Linked DNA regions of Sus scrofa: region 2 is linked to region 1. The links are chromatin contacts, called in public Hi-C maps. All regions are on one chromosome and are shown on one strand. Each heading gives the region's core, a stretch centred on a gene start, on an enhancer-like site or on the middle of the called end of the contact. The rest is flanking DNA. Distances are from core to core; before and after follow the strand shown. Region 1 holds the start of PLGRKT (plasminogen receptor with a C-terminal lysine). Region 2 holds the start of INSL6 (insulin-like peptide INSL6).

Region 1 (4,462 bases), core at 528-3,027:
GCTGGGTCCTCCAGTGGAAGCATTTCCTCTTTTTGAATTAGGACTTCAAAATATAATAAACCCAAGGTTGTAGAAATTGTTTGTTGGGTATTTTCCATTTATCACTTTGGTTTTTGTGCCTAGGAAGCTAACCTCTATGGACTACATAGAGGCTCCCTTGTTTTCTGCCTTTCTGGTGGATCTGGTCAATGGAATATCTCAGCAGGATACCAGAGCATGGAAGGACAGAGAGATGTGTCTTTCTTCTCTACTCTATCCCCACTTGGAGCTGAGATGCTAGCAGTATCTACAACTACAGGATCTTACCCCACTTGGCCAAGGATTAGCAGTGACTTCTTTCCTCTAGTGAACAACATAGCTCCTGTTGGGTAGTCCTTTCATACAGTCACAGCTATTGCTCTTGCCTAGTTTTAATAATTGCTCCCTTCTCCTTGTCCCTTTAGACCTAGAGTTAGTAACAGGTTGCCACTGTTGCTGGTTACTGCTATTTACTTAATGCTAACTGTGTTCCAGACACTGTGCTAAGTGCCTAAATATTTATCTCATTTAGTCTTCACAGTCCAATAAATTAAATGGCTTCAGTCCTATTGTAGAGATGATAAAAGTTAAATTTTGGAGAGGATGAAGAGTGACAGTGATGGATATCAAATAAAGGTTTGCTTATGCTAGATGTCGTGCAAACGCTATCACATCAGTTGCTATCCTCTCTTAATGAGTCCAAGACGTCCTGCACTCAAATGATATCATATCAGTTGCTTTCCTCTCTTAATGAGTCCAAGTTCCAAATGGCTTCGCTTCTGTGTGCCCAGGTCACTCTGGCAAGATGGTGGGGTGGTGTTCACTCACATGCAGAGCCTGGGGGAGATTAAATGCTTTCTTCACTGATGTGAGGGTCAGACAAGGCTAAGGGCAGGGACCTTTCTCAAGGCCAAAGCCTGGTAAAGTCCTTGATATTCTTCCAAGCCGTGTAGTAGCAAAGAAAAGTATGCCAACAGTTCCTCAAGTTTTTCCTCAAGGAAACTCAGAGAAGGACCTGACTTACTCAAGACAAAAATTACTGGTGAGGGTGAGAAGAAATGATTACCTCTCAGGGTAGCAGGGGAGAAAGATGTGCTCGGTCAAAGAAACTGGATTGGTAACTCTGACCAGGTCTATTCTTTTTTCGTTTCCTGCCTTAACATTTTTGCCACTTTAATGGGTGGCAATTTAACAGATGGAAGAGACTGAGGCTCCAACAAATTAAATAAACTATGTCTGTGCTGATATTCAAAGGGGGGGGGGATCTACCCTCGACATTAAACATTCTGTAAAGCAGAAAAGCCCTTACAAATTTTTATAACTGTGGATTATATATATTTCAATGACAACCTCATGAGACACATTCTCGAAACAGACCTTACAAGTGGTAGTTGACTTAATTACTGGAGAATAACTATGACATGGCTCATTAAGCTCTCCAGAGAGAGTTTTACTTTGAGAGGGAACATGACTTGCTCAAGCTCCTCGTGGGTAAGTGACAAACCTCACTGAGTCATTTAAGTGCGATTTCCATGCTGCTCTCTCTCTGCCTCCTTTAAATTTGATTGCTGAGTCCCTGTGGTTTTGAATTTTCCTCTTTGACCCGCCGCTCCCAGGCGCCTGGCGGAAAAGAACATACCAGACCTTCAAGGTCAAGCTTGCGGGCCCTTTAAGGAGAGCTGCGCTGATTGGCTGAGGCTCGGAATTGTCTGTCATGGCCAGCCAATCCTGAGGCACTGTGGGAGTGAGGCCCAGTTCCCTGCGGCGGTCTAGGAGAAGCCAGGCCTGGAAGCCTCCGTTGAGACCGGAGAGACCCGGCGCCTCTACTGCCCACTGCCCAGTGAGTGTGCACCGGCCGAGCGGGCCAGGCTGGCCTCAGGTGGCTGGGGAGGGCGGGTCCCCGCAGTTGCGAGTGCGAGAGCTGAGCCCGTGGGGGTCCCCAGCTTGACGGGCCGCGCTGGGCGCCCTCCCCTCAAGAGCGACCTTGGCTTCCTCAGCTGCTAGTGCCGACCAGTACTGCCAGCCTCGTTTGAAGGAGTCGTTCTCCCTTGCATAGACTGAGGGCTCTCCCATAACGTTGTAATTATGCTGGGGAAGTAGGCAGAGAGTTGTTTACGGAAATCAACATATCATTACATATCACTGCAGGAGTTACCCAAGTTACAGTAATTGGGTCCAGGGTGCGCAGGTGGAGTTAACGTAGGGAAAACCTTCCGGAAGCTGTGGGAGTTCTGGGCTGGAATCTATAGGGGAAATGCGCTAGTTTGAATGGAACGCGCAAGCTAGAATTTGTAGGGGAAGTGGTCTAATTTGAATGAAACCCAAAGACATTGAAAACGATCGTAATCATGCAACTAGTTATAAATGCAGGTTGTTAATACGTCATTTGTTCAGGAAATGAGTCAGTGCACAAATCTGGATGACACACTTATAGGTCATGGAATTATTAATTTTTTTAAGGTAAAATCAAATCCTGAATTCCTAGGTGTGACCCAAGGAGGATTTCTTGGAACTTGCAGCCCCAACACTCCTCAGAAATACCCCTATCTATTGCACAGCTGAGGCAGGGCTGGAGCATTAAAGAGACCTTTTTAAGGTCTCGTGAGTAATCAAAGGAAAAAATGAAGGCAGAAGAGACCCAGATCAGCATTCTTAGCCTTCTGAGACACAGTAGTGTCCAAGCTGTAATTAGTAAGGCATTTCTCTCCAATGACAAAGTGTTGGCAGTTTTGAAAACACTCATTTTTCAGGTGTGGTCTTCTTTGGGAATTACAGGGGAGCTCTTCCCCCTTCTACCTTTAACTCTTGGGAACATCTTCTAATACATCCAAACTACAATCCAGACCCAAAAGAACAAGGCCAAGAAAGATGTAAGCCAAAGTCCTAACTTCCCAGATAGTTTCTCTTCCCTAGGTGACTGACATAAGGATTGTCACTCTACTTTGGGGAGAGTCTACCCTCTTATAAATAGGGGCATTCTAAGGGATATAACTCTGACATACGGTGTGTGTGTGTAGAAATGGGATTAGAGGAAAGTTGTTTTCTTTATAAATGTTTGTTGCAGGTGTAAAAATTCAATTATATACTCCTACCTACAGAATAAAGAATTAGGAATGACAAGTGTCTGAGCTACACCTTCTTTTATATCACTTATGTTTCTGCAACATTTCTGGGGTAGAGACACTTTGGGGACTGCCAAGACAGGTCATATATTGCTCCTGCCTTCAGGCAAGTTGTGCTCTGCTGTTGGAGACAGTGGACACGGGGCTGTCAAAGTCTAGAGACAGGAGAGAACTTCTAGATCACCTTACTGGGTGGTCTCCTCCTCTGGCCACAGGATGGAGTGGAGCAGTGGGTGGGGAGGAAAATCTCATGACCTGCCAGGCCTCTTTATGGAGTGCCTCTTCTCCTCTGTGAGTGGCTCAGCCTCCTGTACCCAGCCTTGAAGTTGACTGGCTCAGAGACTTCTGTAAATTAAGGATGCATCTTTGGCCAGAATACTGGGAAGCCACTGAAGTCTGGCTTGCATTTCCCACTCACTTGAGCCCCATTAGTAGTAGCCTCATTCCATCTGGCATGAAATGTTCTCCCTCTCCCCACGTCTTTTCACCAGTTGGCTAGAACCCAAAATTTCTGCTTAAGATATGGAAAATAGGAACTCTGTCCGGGCTTCTCACAGAATATTGTGAAACCTAGGTGGAAGCATTAAGAGTGGCCACCTTGACCTGAAGTTCACCAAGTGCTCAACAGCCTACCAAAGAATATCAGCAACATTGTTGAGGAGGGTAGAGCAGCTACAACTTCCCCAAGTTCTGCAGTCTTCTGAAGGTAGAATCAACAACTAACTGAAGGTCTTTTCTACCTACCTATTTGGATTAAGAACAAAAATTGGAATTCTGGGCCATCTAGAATTGCCAGCCCACTTAAGAATATCTTAAGTAAGATAAATAAGATAGATGGTACCATATATTCATCTAAAGTTTGTGTTTAAATATTTTTTTCCCCTTTTGAGAACTTCAGTAGTACCTTAAGAAGAAAAAAAAAGTGAAGTGAGGCTAGAGGAGATGGCCAAGGGATATTAGCAGTGGCTGGATGGGAATAGCAAGTGGATAGGAGAGGGATAGGGATTATAGGCAGAGTATGGATATAGTGACCTTGAGATACCAAAAGCGTCCTAAAACACAAATGAAAGGAACACAGAGAAATCAGTCTTCAAGGTATACAAAGCATCTTCTAAATGACTCTGCCTCAGAAGCAAAAGTTCTGTTATCCAGCTGTACAGAGGTAATAGAATGGATGGTGTTCACCCTGCCCCTTATAAAAATGAGAGGGTTTTTTGTTTGTTTTTAAGTGTTCAGTTCCTCAAGATATACTGTGCGAAGAAAAATTGAGAACTATAGAATATTTAGAACAGGAAATATTTTGAAAATCATCTAGTTCAATC
Region 2 (4,534 bases), core at 249-2,748, 100 kb after region 1:
TTTCAAGGAAGGTATGAAATTGTGCTAATCAGATTACATCAATCTTAAAAACAAAAGCAATTCTCAGTTAATTTAACAGCACTCATGGATATCACTGTGAAGTAGGGCAAAGCTGGGGGAACAGAAAATGGAGACAAAGAGGCAGAAAGCAAAAAGGAGATGGAGAAAAAAGCATTGTGAAGATGAGGGAGAACATCATTGACACAGCTGCCGGCACTTCTGAGGCTTTAGCACCTGAGGTTGACTACTCCTGAGATGGCCCCTGACTGCCCCCTTGTGGTTAGTAGGACATCGTTCAGAGACAACACTAACAACATTTCATTTACTAACGACAAAGTAACCTATGCCAATTGCGCGGCCTTTCTCCGCCCCTTCTCTGCTAATTTAGCAAAATGCTCTTATTTTTAGAAGGCAAATCCTCTACATAGCCTCATCACAACCTCAACTAAAATTGTAGCCAGGATAAACCTGAAGAGGGCTGTTCTCACGCCCTGCAGCGCAATGCTCCGTACAGGAAGAGACAAAGACCTACATCTCCAAAAGGAAGGCGTCTCTATTGATAATATAACACGAAGAAGAAACCTCTCCGATCCACCTATCCCAGCCAAACACAAACTATGCAGCCCAACCAAGGAAAAGATCCCACACTTTGGACTTCCAGCTTCCTCACTGGACTCTGGTTATTACACCCTCCCTAACTCTCCCCCCCTTTTCCAATAAAAGCAAGTTCCTCTTCCCTGTTCTCTGGATGTGCATATGGCCAGAGTTCACATATCCTGAACTGCATCCCTCTGGCTATTCCTGAATAAATTTACTTTTGCCAATAAAATAAATGGGTATTATTAAAGTTGACACTACTTATAATGGACATTCCTCTATAATCTATAGCTGAAAGAACCAGAATTACTATCCCAGGTATTCTCTTTGTTCTGGAGATTGAGACTAAGGCCCATTTCTCCCTGCAGAACTAGTAGGAATTTCCTTGCGAAGCTTTGAATCTGAATTTAAAATGCATGTTAACATTTCAACATACACGCCAACTATGTGTCAGGCTCAGAGGTAGACTGGAAAGCAAGAAAAGATGAAGGCCCTGCCTTCAAGAAACCTGGGGATTAGGGGAAGAAGTTATCAGACAAGTGTACAAATAAACGTGAGCAAACCTACCATAACAAACACTACGAAGAAAATGAAAGTTTTCTCTGAGGAAGTTACGTTCCATTAAAAACCAGGCAAGAGAGGCCGGGAAAAGCATTCCACTAGAGGGGACGCTTTATCAGTTAAATGAGCCCCCATATTTCATTAATCTCCCTAGTGTGGCAAGAAAAACGAAGCAATTATCTTAAGAGCTAACAGCCTGCTACCTGTGACCTTCTGTGAGACCCTGGAAGCGCAGGAAACACAGGCTACGCGGTACCGAGCGCCTCGCCTTGGGGTTCTCGCGAGGTCCGCACGCGAAGATCAGAAGGTCTCCAGGCGCGCACGCGCGGTCTTGGCACAAGGCAGTTAGGGAGCGCGAGGGACTTGGCTTGGGGATTCAGGGATGCCGCGGCTCCTCGGCTTGTGTGTGCTGTGGCTTGGGCTTCCTCTGGTTCGGTTCTCCCGTGAGCTGAACGACATTAGCAGAGCCAGGAAGTTGTGCGGCAGGCATTTACTGAAAGAAATAGTAAGACTCTGTGGCAATGTTAGCTGGAGCCAGTTTGAAGAGGAAAACCCCCTCACACACCTGCTTTCCCAAGCCGAGCAGGTTGAAACGTTCATCCCCGACCGGTTGGAAAGCTCCCAAACCACTTTCTCGGTCTGGGGAAGAGGTTCAAGACAAGGTAAAAATCTAAACCAAGGGCATGTGTTTTCATCTTTGTGCATTGCTTATTCCCTAATATCCTCAGATAGGCGTTGAACTTCCTCAGGAAATGCAGTTTGTGCCTAATATATATACAAAATCTCGATAACGCTTTTTTTTTTTTTTTTTTTTTTTACTTAGAGGAAATAAGTGTACACATATGAGCCTAGACATTTGTATAAGAATGCTTTTCCTAGCTTTCTCTTTCTGGAATGCCCTTGTCACCTGGCACACTCCATTTTGTCCTTCAAAGCTTAATTTATGTATAATTTTCCCTGTGAAGTCATCACTTACACTTTCATAAATACTCCATTTTACCACAATATCTAACACGTATTTCTATTTAACTATCATGAGGACCTGCTACATAATTGGCCCCACAAGTGCATAATTGGCCAGTGCAAGATGAAAATGCAAGGCCTATTATTCAAAAAGCAGGAAAAGGCCATTAAAATGACTAAAATTTAAGCTTTTTGACTTTCTTTTGCATATCGCCTCTGCTCACACATAGTCCTTTGTCCTATCAGACTTTACTTAAAAGTTCGTGTACTTAACACCTCACTTAGAAGTCGAAAGATAAAATTACTGAAAACTTCAATACTGGGGTAATAGAGCATTAAACAAAATGCAAGGTCTTTCTAAGTACTGTCTGCTAGCAGAAGGTCTCAATCCCTTAAGACCAGCCCTGTTTATCATACCACATTATAGAGATAGCTCATACATGTTTTTATCTGAAATGCCTAGCAGAGAGCTGAGCACAGGGTATGTGCTTACTATATATCGAATTTATTCTTAGTGATTTTAAGCAGTCTTTAGGAAAATATTTTTATTTCCAATCCATCCCTATCTTCCAACTATATTTTTACATTTTGTGACTAATGCATTTTACTCTTAATACATTTGCCATTTTAAAAGAAGATGCACTTTATAAACTGCCCAGAGTGTCATGTCATAGAAGTTATTGCCTTCTGTAGTAATTCAATTGATTTTATTTGGAAAAAAATTTCGCAAATGTCGAGATTTCTGAAATTAAGGAAAGGAGTAGACTATCATGCCAAAACAAAGACCCTAATGTTTTAAGACTGAAACAAACTAAAACATTGCCTAGCACATTATAAGCACATATTCTTTTTTTTTTTTTTGAGGTATAGTAGGTTTACAATATTTTATTAGTCTCAAGTAGACAAGATAGTGATTCAAAATTTTTATAGATTATACTCCATTTAAAGTTATTATAAAATATTGCCTATGTCCTGATAAACACTTACTCTTTTAGAATGAATGAATGAAACAAGATTATTGCTGCTAAGGGAATGAAAACTTTTTTATTGAAATATAGTTGATTTATAATGTGTTAGCTTCAGGTGTACAGCAAATATATACATACTTCTTCAGATTCTTTTCCAGTATAGGTTATTACAAGATATTGAATATAATTCCCTGTGCTATAAGTAAGTCCTTGTTCTTTATTTTATACATAGTATATATATCTGTTAATCCCATACACCTAATTTATCCCTACCCCCCTTTCCCCTTTGGTAACCATAAACTTGTTTTCTGTCTGTGCATCTATTTGTTTGGTAAATAATTTATTTGTACCATTTTTTTAGATTCCACATGTAAATGATAATCATATGATATTTGTCTTTCTCTGTTTGAATTCACTTAGTATGATAATCTCTAGTTGCATCCACATTGCTGCAAATGGCATTGTCTCATTCCTTATTTTGGCTGAGTAATATTCTATTTTATATTTATACCACCTCTTTTTTTATCCATTCATCTGTCAATGGACACTTAGGTTGCTTCCCTATCTTGGGTATTGTAAATAGTGCTGCTATGAACATTAGGTTGCATATATCTTTTCAAATTACAGTTTTCTCTGAGTGTACACCCAAGAGTGGAATTGCTGGATCATATGGCAACTCTATTTTTAGTTTTTTGAGGAACCTCCATATTCTTGTCCAAGTAGCTGCACCAAATTACATTCCCTCCAGGATGTAGGAGGTTTCCTTTTCTCCACACCCTCTCCAGCATTTGTTATTTGTATACTTTTTGATGATAGTCATTCTGACCGGTGTGAGGTGATACCTCGTTGTAGTTTTGATTTGCACTTCTTTAATAATGATGTCAAATGCGTTTTCATGTGCCTATTGACCAATCGTATGTCTTCTTTGGAGAACTGTCTATTTAGAACTTCTGCCCATTTTTAGTTGGGTGGTTTGTTTTTTGTTATTGAGCTATATGAGCTTTTTGTGTATTTTGGAAATTAATCCCTTGTCAGGCACATCGTTTGTAAATATTTTCTCCCATTCAGTAGATTGTCTTTTTGTTTTGTTTACGGTATCCTTTGCTGTGCAAAACCTTGTCAGTTTGATTAGGTCCCACTTACTTATTTTTGCTTTTATTTCTTTTGTCTTTGTAGATTGGCCTAAGAATACATTGCTGTGATTTATGGAAGAGAATGTTTTGTCTATGTTCTCTTCTAGGAGTTTTATAGTGTTATGTCATATGTTGAAGACATAAGCCATTTTGATTTTATTTTTGTGTATGGTGTGAGGGAATGTTCTAATGTCATTGATTTACATGAGGCTGTCCAGGTTTCCCAACACTGCTTGCTGAAGAGACTGTCTTTTCCCCCATGGTATATTCTTGCCTCCTTTGTCAAAGATTAATTGACTGTAGGTGTGTGGA

The links. A called contact is a pair of places that touch in the nucleus more often than the background predicts.
Region 2: a contact with region 1 is called in a Hi-C map of fetal skeletal muscle, with 3 times the contacts expected there. The contact joins the promoter of INSL6 here to the promoter of PLGRKT in region 1. A contact is called at or near these places in 1 of 5 promoter capture datasets (liver), 26 of 47 Hi-C or Micro-C datasets (adipocytes, alveolar macrophages, blood and 15 more) and 2 of 2 datasets of contacts at active chromatin or transcription factors (alveolar macrophages and skeletal muscle).

What each region holds. Positions count from the first base shown.
Region 1 is chr1:216,690,294-216,694,755 of Sscrofa11.1, forward strand. PLGRKT (plasminogen receptor with a C-terminal lysine) reads left to right here and starts at 1,778. Exons shown (of 5, transcript NM_001190217.1): 1 at 1,778-1,858. It also overlaps a transcript of CD274 not described here.
Region 2 is chr1:216,791,287-216,795,820 of Sscrofa11.1, forward strand. INSL6 (insulin-like peptide INSL6) reads left to right here and starts at 1,499. Exons shown (of 2, transcript XM_001926013.5): 1 at 1,499-1,820. The coding sequence starts at 1,541. It also overlaps a transcript of CD274 not described here.